Regions from separate parts of the Mus musculus genome. Here region 2 is linked to region 1. Evidence: chromatin contacts called from public Hi-C data. All regions are on one chromosome and are shown on one strand. Each heading gives the region's core, a stretch centred on a gene start, on an enhancer-like site or on the middle of the called end of the contact. The rest is flanking DNA. Distances are from core to core; before and after follow the strand shown.

Region 1 (6,803 bases), core at 3,340-5,839:
CTCTAATAGTGCGCCCTCCGGGAGGCAGAAAGAGAAGGAGTGTGGGAAGGGAAGAATGCAGAGTGACTAAAGAGTGTCACTCCAGTAACGTCAAAGCTCCAACTTCCTTCCAGAAAGAGTCTGGAACAGGGACAGGCAGGCACAAGGAAGGCCATGTAGGGTCAGCCACTCCAGGAGCCCTGTTCCACAGAAGTTCTGCAACTGTAGAAATCATCTGTGCCTCTGCAGTCTCAAAATGCAGCTACTGGCCACAGCTGGCCATTGAGTGCTTGGAAAGTGGCTAGTGGAGATGAGAGATGGAATTGTGGTATAATTTAATTTTAATCCACATTTAAACAGCTACATGTGGCTGGTGGATATAGCATTGAAAAGTGTCTTTCTTCCATGTGTGGAGGCAAGATGGCAGGTGTTGAAAAGTCTGGTCAACATCTGGGGCACAGTTGGTAATCAAAAACTAGACTTGTTATTCTGACACGGGGTTGCAAAGTATGGTACTGTAATTGATACTGGGTTCAAAAGCACTTTAGAGGGCACGTTTGCTATGATTTTGTGTTTGTTATAGTTGGTGGTAACCAGCACGTGAGTCTGTATTTTAGTTTACAAACTAAAAGTAGCAAAGAAGTGCTTTGGAATGGCATGGAAGGCCTTTCAGATAGGAGGCTGTTCCCAGTGGATTGGCTTCTTGATACTTATAATGAGGTAATTAATTCTGACAACAGCTAATTTTGCATCTGCAAAAATTGGATTTGCAACATTATTGTGCTGTTTTCAAGCTGTCATCTGCATTTCCGGGATGGTTTTGGATAAGAGTGGTGTCTGCTTTCAAACTCACTGCTTAAATGAAAGAGTATTTGCTTACTGGAATTTTAAAGAATGGATTCTTTACGTTTTTTTAATTAGTTTGGACATGAAAAAAATATTTCGGTTGTGAATGGCTTACCATATTCTCTATCACACTGAATTCGGAGAACAAAATGAGCACAGACAGAGCCTAAGCAGACAGACACTATAACTCACACACACAGCGGAGAGTACCATCTAACCCAATTGTACAGTCACATATTTGCCCAGAACAAGCGTGGTGTGTATTTTCAAGCCAAGAGGACTTTTTTTCCCCACCCATAGCGGAACAGGAGCAGTATCCGAGTAGTCTGCTTTGGGGACTCTAAAGAGACTGCGTGGATTTAAGTTAACCAGACTTAAGGACATTAAGAAAAGTGGACACTCCCATTAAAGAGACCAACAAAGTAGTAAAAGAAAAGACTCCAGTTCCCACCAGGGAGTCCTTCCTGTGCCTTTGAAATGCAGACCCCTCTTCTACCTTAGCGGTGGGACTCCCCATTCCCTCAACTGTAAGCAGTGGGGTTGAGAACACTCACCAATGGGCATCACGAGGAAGAATGGCAGCCAGCAGAGGACGAAGCATCCCACCACAATGCCCAGCGTCTTGGCGGCTTTCTTCTCTCGGGAAAACTTGAGCAGCCTCACGGAGAAGTGAGTCTTATTCTTGGCACTGCTTACTCCGCTGCCTTCTGCAGGGACATTTTTACGGTGGATACGGAGCGTCACTTGCTCTGAGTCTGACTTGTCGGTCTTGAGGCCGGACTTGAGGCCTCGGCTTTCTCTCTTGGCTACCACGTAGACTCGACAGTACATAACCAGGATGATGGTCAGTGGCACGTAGAAAGAGCCCAGCGCTGAGAACAGCACGTATCCTGGCTCCTCATTGATTTGGCAGATGGTCTCATCCTCCGGAGCCTGCTGCCTCCAGCCGAACAGGGGTCCGATGGAGATGACCAAGGAAAGCGCCCAGACGCAGAGCAGAGCCCTGACGCCCCTCCTCTGGGTGACAATGGTGGGGTAGCGCAGCGGGTAGCTCACACCAATGTATCGGTCGATGGAGATGATGCAGAGGCCCATGATGGACGCTGTGCAGCATAAGACGTCCACCGCCGCCCAGATGTTGCAGAACACCCTGCCAAAGGCCCAGTAGCCCAGGATCTCAAAGATGGCAGAGAAGGGCAGCACGGTGGAGGTGAGGAGGAGGTCTGCCACAGCCAGGTTGACAATGTAGTAGTGAGTCACCGAGTGCAGATGCCGATGACAGGCCACCGAGAGGATCACTAAAATATTCCCCAAGACCCCGAAAATGATGAGGCCCCCCAAGATCACCCCAAGTAGAATGGCCTTAGAAATGTTCACCTGTGCTGGCGGGTGGGTGCAGTTGGAGCCTTCAGAAGCATTTTCAGAAAGAAGCACCATGGTCCCAGGGAGGGGGCAAGGTCGGGCTTTGGACGGCCACCCTCTGGCGGAGGGCGGAAACGTGAGCCTGAGGAAGCCAAGTCAAAAAATCTCCGCTTGGGGGAATCCTGCGGGCTGGGTTGGGCTGGGGGAGGGAGAGAACACACCTGTTGTAAACCGCCTGGAGCAGCTCTGGGAACCCTCAGAGGGCCACGTTGAGGAACAGAGCATTAAAGGAGACATGGCCAGGCGCGCTCTGGGCTTCTGGGGACACCTTCCAAAGGTTTAAAAGGACATGCTGTGAAAGCCACCAGAAATTACAAAAATCCGCTTCTCTGTGCACTCTGATCCATCCTGTGCATCCACGCAATTAGAAATTCACGAGTCTGTGACTAGTCTTTGCTGAAATGGTTAGCTAAGTGTGGCTCAGCCTTCGAAGCTCAAGGCAGGGACGCTGGGCGAATGGGCGCTGCAGCTGACCGGCAGTGACTCTCAACTTGGCCGCCCATCTATGGGATACCGCTAGCTCCAGTTTCTAGGAGTTCTGGCTAGGTAACATGGGTCTGGAATATTTGCTGAGACCGAAGTGGCCCTGGAGCTTCGTTTATCTGAATTCAGCTGAAAATAAAAAACACAAAGAAAAAGGCAGTCCGTGAGCCAGTCGCCCTGGACAGCCAGGCCCTGGGGAGCTCGCCCAGTAACCAGACTCCTGCTGGGAGCCCGCCGCTCTGCAGTCCATGAGTGGCTTTGTGAGGCCCTGACGTAGGCAACACGGGACAAGGGAGGGGACTGCGTGCTCTGTCCCCCTCTGCAGTCCTCCCCAGTCCTCCCCTCTGGGAAGGTGCCTTCGAATGCTTCACCTTGCCTTGGCTGACCAAGTTCAGAATCCAAAACAAAAGCAAGCAAGAGAGAAAAAAAAAAAAAAAAAAAAAAAACTCCCCACCTCAAATAATGACAATAAAACCCCAAGCTGCAGTAGCTGGAAGCTGAATTTCGAGAGATAGGTTGGAGAAAATAAAGCCCCGAAACGCCCCCTTCCTGCATCACCACCTCAGCTCCACATGCTCGACTGCAGCTGCGGTTGTCGCACAGAGGCAAGCCGGTAGAATCTCAGGGGTGGTGTGGGGATCCTCCGTGTCTCCCTTAGAACAGGTTGCACCATAGTCACCTGGAGAGGGCGGTCTGGGAGTGCGAACCTCGGAGAGCACGGAACCGCAGGGCCGCGCGTACGCTTTCTCCCGCGGAATTTGCGCTCGTGGGAGCAGAGCGCGCGGGTCTGCCTACCAGCCAAGTCACCCTCGAGAAAGAGCTAGGTTCCCAGCAAAGCCAATTCCCAGAGCTAAACAGGGCCCGGATGGATTCAGGCAGGATCTTCAAGGGGCGACCGCTGTAGGGATTCCAGTCTCAAGCCACACCCGGGCTTTCTGGGAGACCTGGGTGGGAGCGCATTATTCCTCGGACCAGGCTTTGTGAGTAGCAGTCACTGCGGATTCCCTAAGGGACTTAAAAAAAAAAAATCAAGTCCCCATGCCAGCAGTCGGGGAAGCCTGGGATTTTCTGGGCTAGGGTTCACGATCTGCCTAAATAACCCGATTTCTACACTGCAAAAGGACCAGACCAGGAGATGTAAGACAGAGGTTTGGGGCTTCGGGACCTGCATACTTTGTCTTTTGGGGTACAGCCCTAAGACTGAGATCTCAGGAGCAGGCTGCTGTGAAAACAATCACAAGTTCAAGCCCTCACAGGTGATAACCAAACCACACCAACACTGCGGAACCCGCTTTCTCCCACTTGGGGTCTATATATGGGTTAAAATGACACTTGTTAACTAGAAGGTAACTTCCCATGGCAAATCAGGGAAACCTGGTGGTTTGGGGTGCTGGTTTCAAAGCCAGTCCCAAAGCGGAGAATCGAGGCTAAGTCCAGGGGCACACCAGCCCACCCCACAACTCGGCCCTGCGGGATGCCGGCGCTCCGCACCGCTGCGCTACTCACCTGCTGCGCGGCTGCGGAGGCCCTGGCGCCAGGAGAAGCGGACCTTCAGTCCTCGCAGAGCCCTCTGGTTCTCTGCAGGAGAACAGGGTCTCCAAAGACCAAGACCCAGTCCTTAGCACCCGCTGACTCACCCCACCACTGCTGAGCCCTCAAACTCCGGGCTCGCTTCTTGCTTCTCCTGGATATTTTAAAATAAAGACTGAAAACAGAGAAAAGAAATGACAAATACAGCGATCCAATAACTCCACGATCACCAGTTTGATATTCAGTTCCTGGACACAGAAAAGAGCGGCTCGGAACTTTGCAGCTCGGGTTGACGTAGTACAGGCAGGCTGTAGCCTAGCGAGTACCGTAATCTCCAGCTGTTACCGTATTCCTCTGCAGCAACCCGCACATTTCGTAAAATTCGGGGTTACTGTCCTTCTCCTTCTTATTTAAAAAGTGGATTTCGTCTCTCTCCCTTCCTGTTTCTCTGTCCCATTTCGATCTCTACTTCCCGTTTACCCCTTCCTCTTTTTTACCCTCATCCCTCCACGCTTGATACTGATCCCCCTCCCTCTCCTTCCCTTCTCTGGGTTTCCCCTATCAATAGGCTGATAAATACATTAAAGAACAAAACCAAATAAAAAACCAACCAACCAAAAGCAGACTCCCTTCCAAGTTCTTACTGAATAGATAATGTGCTCACGGAAATTCCCCAAAGGTTACTTTGAAAAGTTTAGTCCAACTCCCGGCCCGGTTTATTTCAGTCAAGAAGTCGCCTGGCAATGGTGGTAGTGGCATGCCTTTAATCCCAGCACTTGGGAGGCAGAGTTCAAGGCCAGTCTGGTCTACAGAGTGAGTTCCAGGATAGCCAGGACTATACAGAGATACCCTGTCTCGAAAAACCACAACCACAACCACAACCAAAACCAAAAAAAAAAAAAAAAAAAAAAAAAAGGAAGTGTGTGGCTGGTGGTGGCAAATGTGTAGGTGCTTGACATTATTTGCAGATGTTTAAAAAGTACACAAGCCCAGAGAAAGCTCCTTAGACTTGGTTGCAGTAGTTCAAGGAAAATAAAGTCTTTTAAAATATGACCCACCTTTCATTTGGTTACACGGAGTTTTAAAAACTATATGCTCTCAAGGCAATCTCTCCCTCAACCAGTGTCTATAAGTGCACTTGTTTCCAGTTCTCAAAAGAAAATATAACCTTGGAGAAGAGTTTCTTCTCTTTTGTTACTTTTTTTTTTAAACTTGTTTGAGTGGAAAACGTACACAACCAATTTTATTATTTATCTCGTCTGGACAAATTCCACGCTCTGGTTAACTTAGGACTTCGTGAAGTCAAAAGAACTTCAGAGAATTAAGAACAAACAAGAATTTTCCCATTCTGGCTCCCGTTTCCTATGTCTTTCATTGTTATTGACTCGGACAGAGGATGAGTGTTCCAAACACTTGCTAGAATCCCTTAAATCTTGCGATGCTGAGCTAACCTTGGGAGCATGGGGCTACAGCTGCATGTAGCAGGTACAGTCTTCTCTTGCATGTATATATGAAACAATAACTTAGATCACAAAAGCCCTATATTTCTGCTCCCTTTCCTGAACAAACTTGTGTTAGCATTACTCATTTTCCAAAAAAAGATGTTTAGAGAATTTTTTTAATTCGATATTTTCTTCATTTACATTTCAAATGCTATCTCCTTTTCTAGTTTCCTCTCCGAAAGTACCCTATACCCTCCCCAGCCCCACTCCCCAACCCACCCACTCCTGCTTCCTGGCCCTGACATTCCCCTGTAATGGGGCATATAATCTTTGCAAGACCAAGGGCCTCTCCTCCCATTGATGGCCTACTAGGCCATCCTCTGCTACATATGCAACTAGAGACAGGAGATCTGGGGGTACTGGTTAGTTCATATTGTTGTTCCTCTTATAGGGTTGCAGACCCCTTTAGCTCCTTGGGTACTTTCTCTAGCTCCTTCATTGGGGGCCCTGTGTTCCATCCAATAGTTGACTGTGAGCATCCACTTCTGTATTTGCCAGGCACTGACATAGCCTCACAAGAGATAGCTATATAAGGGTCCTGTCAGCAAAATCTTTCTGGCATATGCAATAGTGTCTGGGTTTGGTGGTTGTTTATGGCATGGATCTCCAGGTGGGGAAGTCTCTGGATGGTCTCTCCTTCCCCCTCAGCTCCTAACTTGGTCTCTGTAACTCCTTCCATGGGTATTTTGTTCCCCATTCAAAGAAGGAATGAAGTATCCACACTTCAGTCTTCCTTCTTCTTGAGTTTCATGTGATTTGCAAATTGTATCTTGGATATTCTAAGTTTCTGGGCTAATATCCACTTATCAGTGAGTGCATATCATGTGTGTTCTTTTGTGATTGGGTTAGCTCACTCAGGATGATGCCCTCCAGGTCCATCCATTTGCCTAAGAATTTCATGAATTCATTGTTTTTAATAGCTGAGTAGTACTCCATTGTGTAAATGTACCACATTTTCTGTATCCATTCCTCTGTTGAGGGACATCTGGGTTCTTTCCAGCTTCTGGATATTATAAATAAGGCTGCTATGAACATAGTGAA
Region 2 (6,455 bases), core at 3,065-5,564, 37 kb before region 1:
AGTAGGGCAGAGAGTAATAGAGAAGGACACCTTATATCATCTCATAGATAGATAGATAGATAGATAGATAGATAGATAGATAGATAGATACACATATAGATAGATAGGGAGAGAGAGAGAGAGAGAGAGAGAGAGAGAGAGAGAGAGAGAGAGAGAGAGAGAGAGAGAGAGTTGTGGTATGTAGACATATGCTCATCTAGTTTATGCCAGTCTCACTCAGCTTCAACTCCTTAGCATCAGCACATACAACCTTGCTTCGATGCCACCTTCATGACATTACCTGCTCCATACACACACTGTAAGCAGTAGGTCTCTTTCTTGATTTCCAGAACACTGTGCTGTGTTTTGTCTAGAGCCAGGGTGCAGTTTGTATGGATGACATGGTCAGGCGTGATTGAACAAGTTTGTGACTCAGCGTCTCCATCTATAAAATGGAGTATAGGAACATAAACCTTTCATGGCTAGTATTAACAGTGACCATCGGTGCCCCTGTGATTCAGCGCAGTGACAACTTGTAATTATGTAGTACCTAGTATTACTTTTTTCCCTTTTTTTGATTAGATATTTTCTTTATTTACATTTCAAATGTTATCCCCTTTCCTAGTTTCCCCTCAGAAAATCCCCTATCCTCTTCTCCCTCCCCCTGCTCCTCAACCCACCCACTCCTGCTTCCTGGCCCAGGAATCCCCATACTGGGGCATAGAGCCTTCATAGAACCAAGGGCATCTCCTCCCATTGATGACCAACTTGAACATCCTCTGCTACATATGCAGCTAGAGCCAGGAGTCCCTCCGTGTGTTTTCTTTGATTGGTGGTTTAGTCCCTAGGAGCTCTGGGGTTATTGGTTAGTTTATATTGTTGTTCCTCCTAGGGGGATGCAAACCCCTTCGGCTCCTTGGGTACTTTCTCTAGCTCCTTCATTGGGGACCCTGAGCTCCATCTAATGGATGACTGTGAGCGTCCACTTCTGGATTAGTCAGGCACTGGCAGAGCCTCTCAGGAGAGAGCTATATCAGACTCCTGTCAGTAAGCTTTTGTTGGCATCTGCAATAGTGTCTGGGCTTGGTGGTTGTATATGGGTGGGGCAGTCGTTCCTTCAGTCTCTGCTCCACACTTTGTATCTATAACTCCTTCCATGGGTATTTTGTTCCCCATTCTAAGAAGGATTGAAGTATTCACACTTTTGGTCTTCCTTCTTCTTGAGTTTCCTGTGTTTTACAAATTGTATATTGGGTATTCTGAGCTTCTGGGCTTATATCCACTAATCAGTGAGTGTATATCATGGGTGGTTTTGTGTGTGTGTGTGTGTGTGTGTGTGTGTGTGTGTGTGTGTGTGTGTGTGTGTGTATGTGTGTGTGTGTGTGTGTGTGTGTGAGATTGGGTTACCTCACTCAGGATGATACCCTCCAGATCCATCAATTTGTCTAAGAATTTCATGAATTCATTGTTTTTAATAGCTGAGTAGTACTCCATTGTGTAAATGTACCACATTTTCTGTATCCATTCCTTTGTTGAGGGACATCTGGGTTCTTTCCAGCTTCTGGATATTATAAATAAGGCTGCTATGAACATAGTGGAGCATGTGTCCTTATTACAAGTTGGAGCATCTTCTGGGTATATGCCCAGGAGTGGTATTGCTGGATCTTCCGGTAGTACTATGTCCAGTTTTCTGAGGAACCGCCAAACTGATTTCCAGAGTGGTTGTACAAGCTTGCAATCCCATCAGCAATGGAGGAGTGTTCCTCTTTCTCCACATCCTCACCAGCATCTCTGTCACCTGAAGATGTTCTTAGCCATTCTGACTGGTGTGAGGTGAAATCTCAGGGTTGTTTTGATTTGCATTTCCCTGATGATTAAGGATGTTGAATATTTTTGTTAGGTGCTTCTCAGCCATTTGGTATTTCTCAGTTGAAAATTCTTTGTTTAGCTCTGTACCCCATTTTTATAGGGTTATTTGGTTTTCTGGAGTCCAACTTCTTGGATTCTTTATGTATATTGGATATTAGTCCCCTATCGGATTTAGGATTGGTAAAGATCTTTTCCCAATCTGTTGGTTGCTGTTTTATGAAGCCACAACATATCCAAATTTATGGGACACAATGAAAGCAGTCCTAAGAGGAAAACTCATAGCTCTGAGTGCCTCCAAAAAGAATCTGGAGAGAACATGCATGAGAGCTTGAAAGAACACCTAAAAGCTCTAGAACAAAAGGAAGCAAATTCACTCAAGAGGAGTAGACGGCAGAAATAATCAAACTCAGGGCTGCAGTCAACCAAATGGAAATAAAAAAAACCCTATACAAAGAATCAACAAAACCAGGATCTGATTCTTTGAGAAAATCAACAAGATAGATAAATCCTTAGCCAGACTAACTAGAGGGCACAGGGACAGTAGCCTAATTAACAAAATCAGAAATGAAAAGGGAGACATAACAACAGAATTTGAGAAAATCCAAAAAAATCATCAGATCCTATTACAAAAACCTATACTCAACAAAACTGGAAAACCTGGATGAAATGGACTATTTTCTAGACAGATACCAGGTACCAAAGTTAAATCAGGATCAGATTAATGATCAAAACAGTTCCTTATCCTGTAAAGAAATAGAAACAGTCATTAGTAGTCTCCTAACCAAAAAAAGCCCAGGACCTGATGGGTTTGCTTTAGTGCAGAGTTCTATCAGACCTTCAAAGAGGACCTAATTCCAATACCCCTCAAACTATTCCACAAAACAGAAACAGAAGGTACTCTCGTCTTTCTAAGAAGTGCCAGAGAGCAGACTATGTTTCTGGAGCTCACTAGTAGCTGGTAGTTTTGGATAGAGAGTGGAGGTTTTATAGAAGTGTTTTGGAATAAAATAGACATGGATTGAGATCTCAGCTCTGTCACCCATCAGCAAAATGGTGTGTAGGTCCCATATCATTTCTGTCTTGGTTCATTCAAGTATCTATAACAGAATAGCTTACATCATTTCATTACATTACAATACATACATCTCTATTATAAGCAATAGAGATTCATGGTCCTAGAGGCTGGGAAGTCCAAGATTAAGGTGCAAGAAAATTCTATTTCTAATGAGAGTCAGTTTCTTGATTCTTGTATCTGTGTCCCCACAGGTAGGGGTAGTGATCTTAACCATCAGAGCTATATCCTCATGACGACCTCATCACCTCCTAAAGTTCTCAGCCCTTGCTGCCACCACACCGGTGACAAGGTTTCTTCATAGAGATTTGGGGGTTCAAATATTCAGACCTTCTTATCTGTGAAATTGTGTGAAACTAACATAGCATTTCACACAAGGATGAAAAACCTGTCCCAAGTGTCCCAGACACTCTTCATTCATTCATTCATTCATTCATTCATCATTCATTCTCTCTCATATTAAGGAATATTGGTGTCTAAACGAACACTTCCTACCTATCTGTGAAACTTAATTCCCAAGTCCTCCCTGGGGACCAGATCTGTTGCTAAGCTCAGGTATGCTAGCTCTCTTTCCTGTTCTCATCTCTTCCTGGAAGAGGTCATGCCCATGTCCTTCCTCAGGCAGTAGCACTTTAACCCATGTGTGCCTCTCATTTCCAGAACAAGCTGCGGACTGATGGTGATTTGAAATCATAGGCAGGGAAGAAATCAGGGAGGGGAGGGGAGGATGTAAGCTTGGCGCAGGTGGGGCATTTGGTATGGGTATGAAAATAGGCTGGAGACAAGTAGGGATGTGCACGTGTAGGCTTGGTTAAAAAGAATCAAGAAAGTGAGATCTGACTTGGTCTCTCCCTCCCTCTCTCTCTCTCTCCCCAGTAACACTGGCATTTCCACAGCATGACAGAATCTACTTGTTTTCAGAGGCCTTCCTACCCTGAAGAACCTTTTTCTATGAAGCCATGGCTTGGTGTCCCAGTACTTTCCAGTCCTTGTGTTTCCTGAGCTGGTACCTAGTGGAGCTGAACAATGAAAGCAACATAACAAAGCAATGCCTATGGCCTTGTCAGGAGCATGTCATAATCAAATGCAGGGCAGGCCTCCTGGGTAGGAGGCCAGGACCTGGCTCACATTCTGCCTTTCTCAGATGCCAGCTCCTACTCTCTTAGGATTTCTGTGTCTCTTCCTTTGCAGGGGGAGCAACGGAGTGCCTACCTTGGGGGCTGCATGCTCAAGGCTGTGCTTGACAGGTATCTTATGTCTGGCACAAATAACTTTGCAACAGTAACTTCAGAGCCACACTAGACTTTGATTTCTGGGATCTCAGACACACTAGTAACAGTAGTGGCTTCAACCTGTCACCTGAGTTGGCGTTGGGCCATTATCCACAATGACTAATATGGCACAGGCAGCCTGCCTGTCCTAGCCACTGTTAACTCCAGAGTCAGGATAAATCCTGCTGCACACACGATGGTGTGGAGAGGGGGTTGATGAAAATATGGTCACAGCCAAGGCAAACTCCAGTGTGATCTGGCATCACCTGTCATACAGACCTGCCCCCAGCTCACTGATAGTCTCTCTGAAAAGCAAGAGAGTAGAGATCTATGAATATCTTAAACAGTATAGCAAAGCACTCTGGGAAATGGTGTCATGGACCGAGCCATTGTTGCACAAGCACAGGAACCTGAGTTTGGATCCCAAACTCGTGTAAAAGCTGGACATGGTGGCCTATGTGTAACTCCAGTGCTGGGCATGGGTGGAGGTGGGAGTGGGGGAAGAACCAGGGACAAGAACACCACTGGGATTCCCTGGGCAGTCAGCCTACCTATCTGAATCAGTGAGCGCTGGATTCAGTAAGAGACCATGTCCAAAAAAAAATGTTGAGACTGATACAAAAAGATATTCAGTGTGGGCCACTGCCCCCCACTTTCACACAGACAGACAGACAGAGACACACACACACACATGCACACATGTATACTCACACACGTGAGTACCAGCATCTGCACACAATACTGCAAGAGTTTCCACTCGTGTCTTATCAATAACAGACTTGTAATCCTAGGGAAATATTCCTAGGCACAAACGGAAAAGGAGAGAGTCAGCAACAAGGGAAAACCTAGCCATGTGACAAAGATGCTCAAGAAGACATCAAAGAGATGCATGTAGGTATCACGTGATCCTTGATTCCGCTTCTGAAACCATGGTGCCCTTCTTATACTGCACAGAGATGAGTAGAGAGACAGCGATGGGATTCAGAGCAGCCTCATAGAAGCACAAGACCCGAGAGAAGGTGAAGACACAGCATGCAGAAGCTTATTCATTTGTGGGACTATGGCTCCTTATTTATAAATGCTGAGTGTGTGTGTGTGTATGTGTGTGTGTGTGTGTTAGAGGTAGACTGGGGTATTTCAGAGTGAAGGAATGTTGAATGCTAAAATGGTATGTGAGGGTGGCCATGACCTTGAATCTCTATTATACTGAAGTGTATAACATGTGGCAGATCCACGGAGGATACCTTCAGGCTGACAGTCAGGCTTCTGGGTGGAGGGGGGGGGATGATCAGGGAATATGTGCACGCAATTCTCGTCCTGGATAATTCTTATTTGTGCTTATCACAGTTTGAGAGTTGTCACCTCCTACTCTGAATGTCCCATGCCAACTACATGCATGTTTCAAGAAAGCACAAAACTGTAGATACTAGAGCAACACTAGCAAAAATCCTGTGGGGGCATATTCCTCTTGCACCTGTCATTGAACTTGAACACTGACCTGGGCATCCTTGTTTCCAAGAAAAGAGGGAACATGGCTGTGACTGACGGTGCTCCCTAAGCTCCTCCTAACATCTGGTTTGAACACTGCTCTCTTCTGCCATTTCTAGAACCCCAAACATAGTAACTGAAGCTTTTTCTGTGTTAGGATACCACACATTTGGACCCTTGAGGAAAGACCCTAAAAGATGGTATTATGGGAGCTGAGGGAGAGAACTCAGTTGGAAAAATGGTTGCTTCAACAGCATGAAGAACTGAGTTTGAACCCCAGACCCCTGGAACAACATTAGAAAACAAACAAACAAAAACAAACAAACAAACAAAACAGAATGAGGTAGTGTATGACTGTGATTACAGCACAGGGAGGCAGAGACGATGAGTGGCTGACATTTGCTACCCAACCTAACTAGCCTGAAGTATTGGGAAAGGATCTTTACCTATCCTAAATCAAATAGGGGACTAATATCCAATATATATATAAAGAACTCAAGAAGGTAGACTCCAAAAAATCAAATAACCCCATTAAAAAATGGGGCTCAGAGCTAAACAAAGAATTCTCACCTGAGGAATACCAAATGGCAGAGAAGCACCTGAAAAAATGTTCAACATCCTTAATCAGGGAAATGCAAATCAAAACAACCCTGAGATTTCACCTCACACCAGTCAGAATCGCTAAGATCAAAAATTCAGGTGACAGCAGATGCTGGCGAGGATGTGGAGAAAGAGGAACACTCCTCCATTGTTGGTGGGATTGCAAGCTTGTACAA

What was found. Hi-C and Micro-C count contacts between places; a contact is called where the count stands out from the background.
Region 2: a contact with region 1 is called in a Hi-C map of liver, with 3 times the contacts expected there. The contact joins the enhancer-like site here to the promoter of Adra1a in region 1. A contact is called at or near these places in 5 of 484 Hi-C or Micro-C datasets (the G1E-ER4 cell line, cerebral cortex and liver), 1 of 115 datasets of contacts at active chromatin or transcription factors (neural progenitor cells) and 2 of 9 other capture datasets (adipose tissue and pancreatic islet).

What each region holds. Positions count from the first base shown.
Region 1 is chr14:66,633,037-66,639,839 of GRCm38.p6, reverse strand. Adra1a (adrenergic receptor, alpha 1a) reads right to left here and starts at 4,589. Exons shown (of 4, transcript NM_001271760.1): 1 at 4,237-4,589; 2 at 1,380-2,386. The coding sequence starts at 2,262.
Region 2 is chr14:66,670,595-66,677,049 of GRCm38.p6, reverse strand. All of the region lies in intron 2 of Adra1a (adrenergic receptor, alpha 1a), which reads right to left. Among named protein-coding and RNA genes, the nearest start is that of Adra1a, 39 kb to the right of the region's middle. Within about 2 kb of position 4,314, at least 8 of the 459 cell types and tissues checked have an H3K27ac peak or open chromatin away from gene starts, as enhancers often do. A contact at or near this core is called in liver, where this site is marked.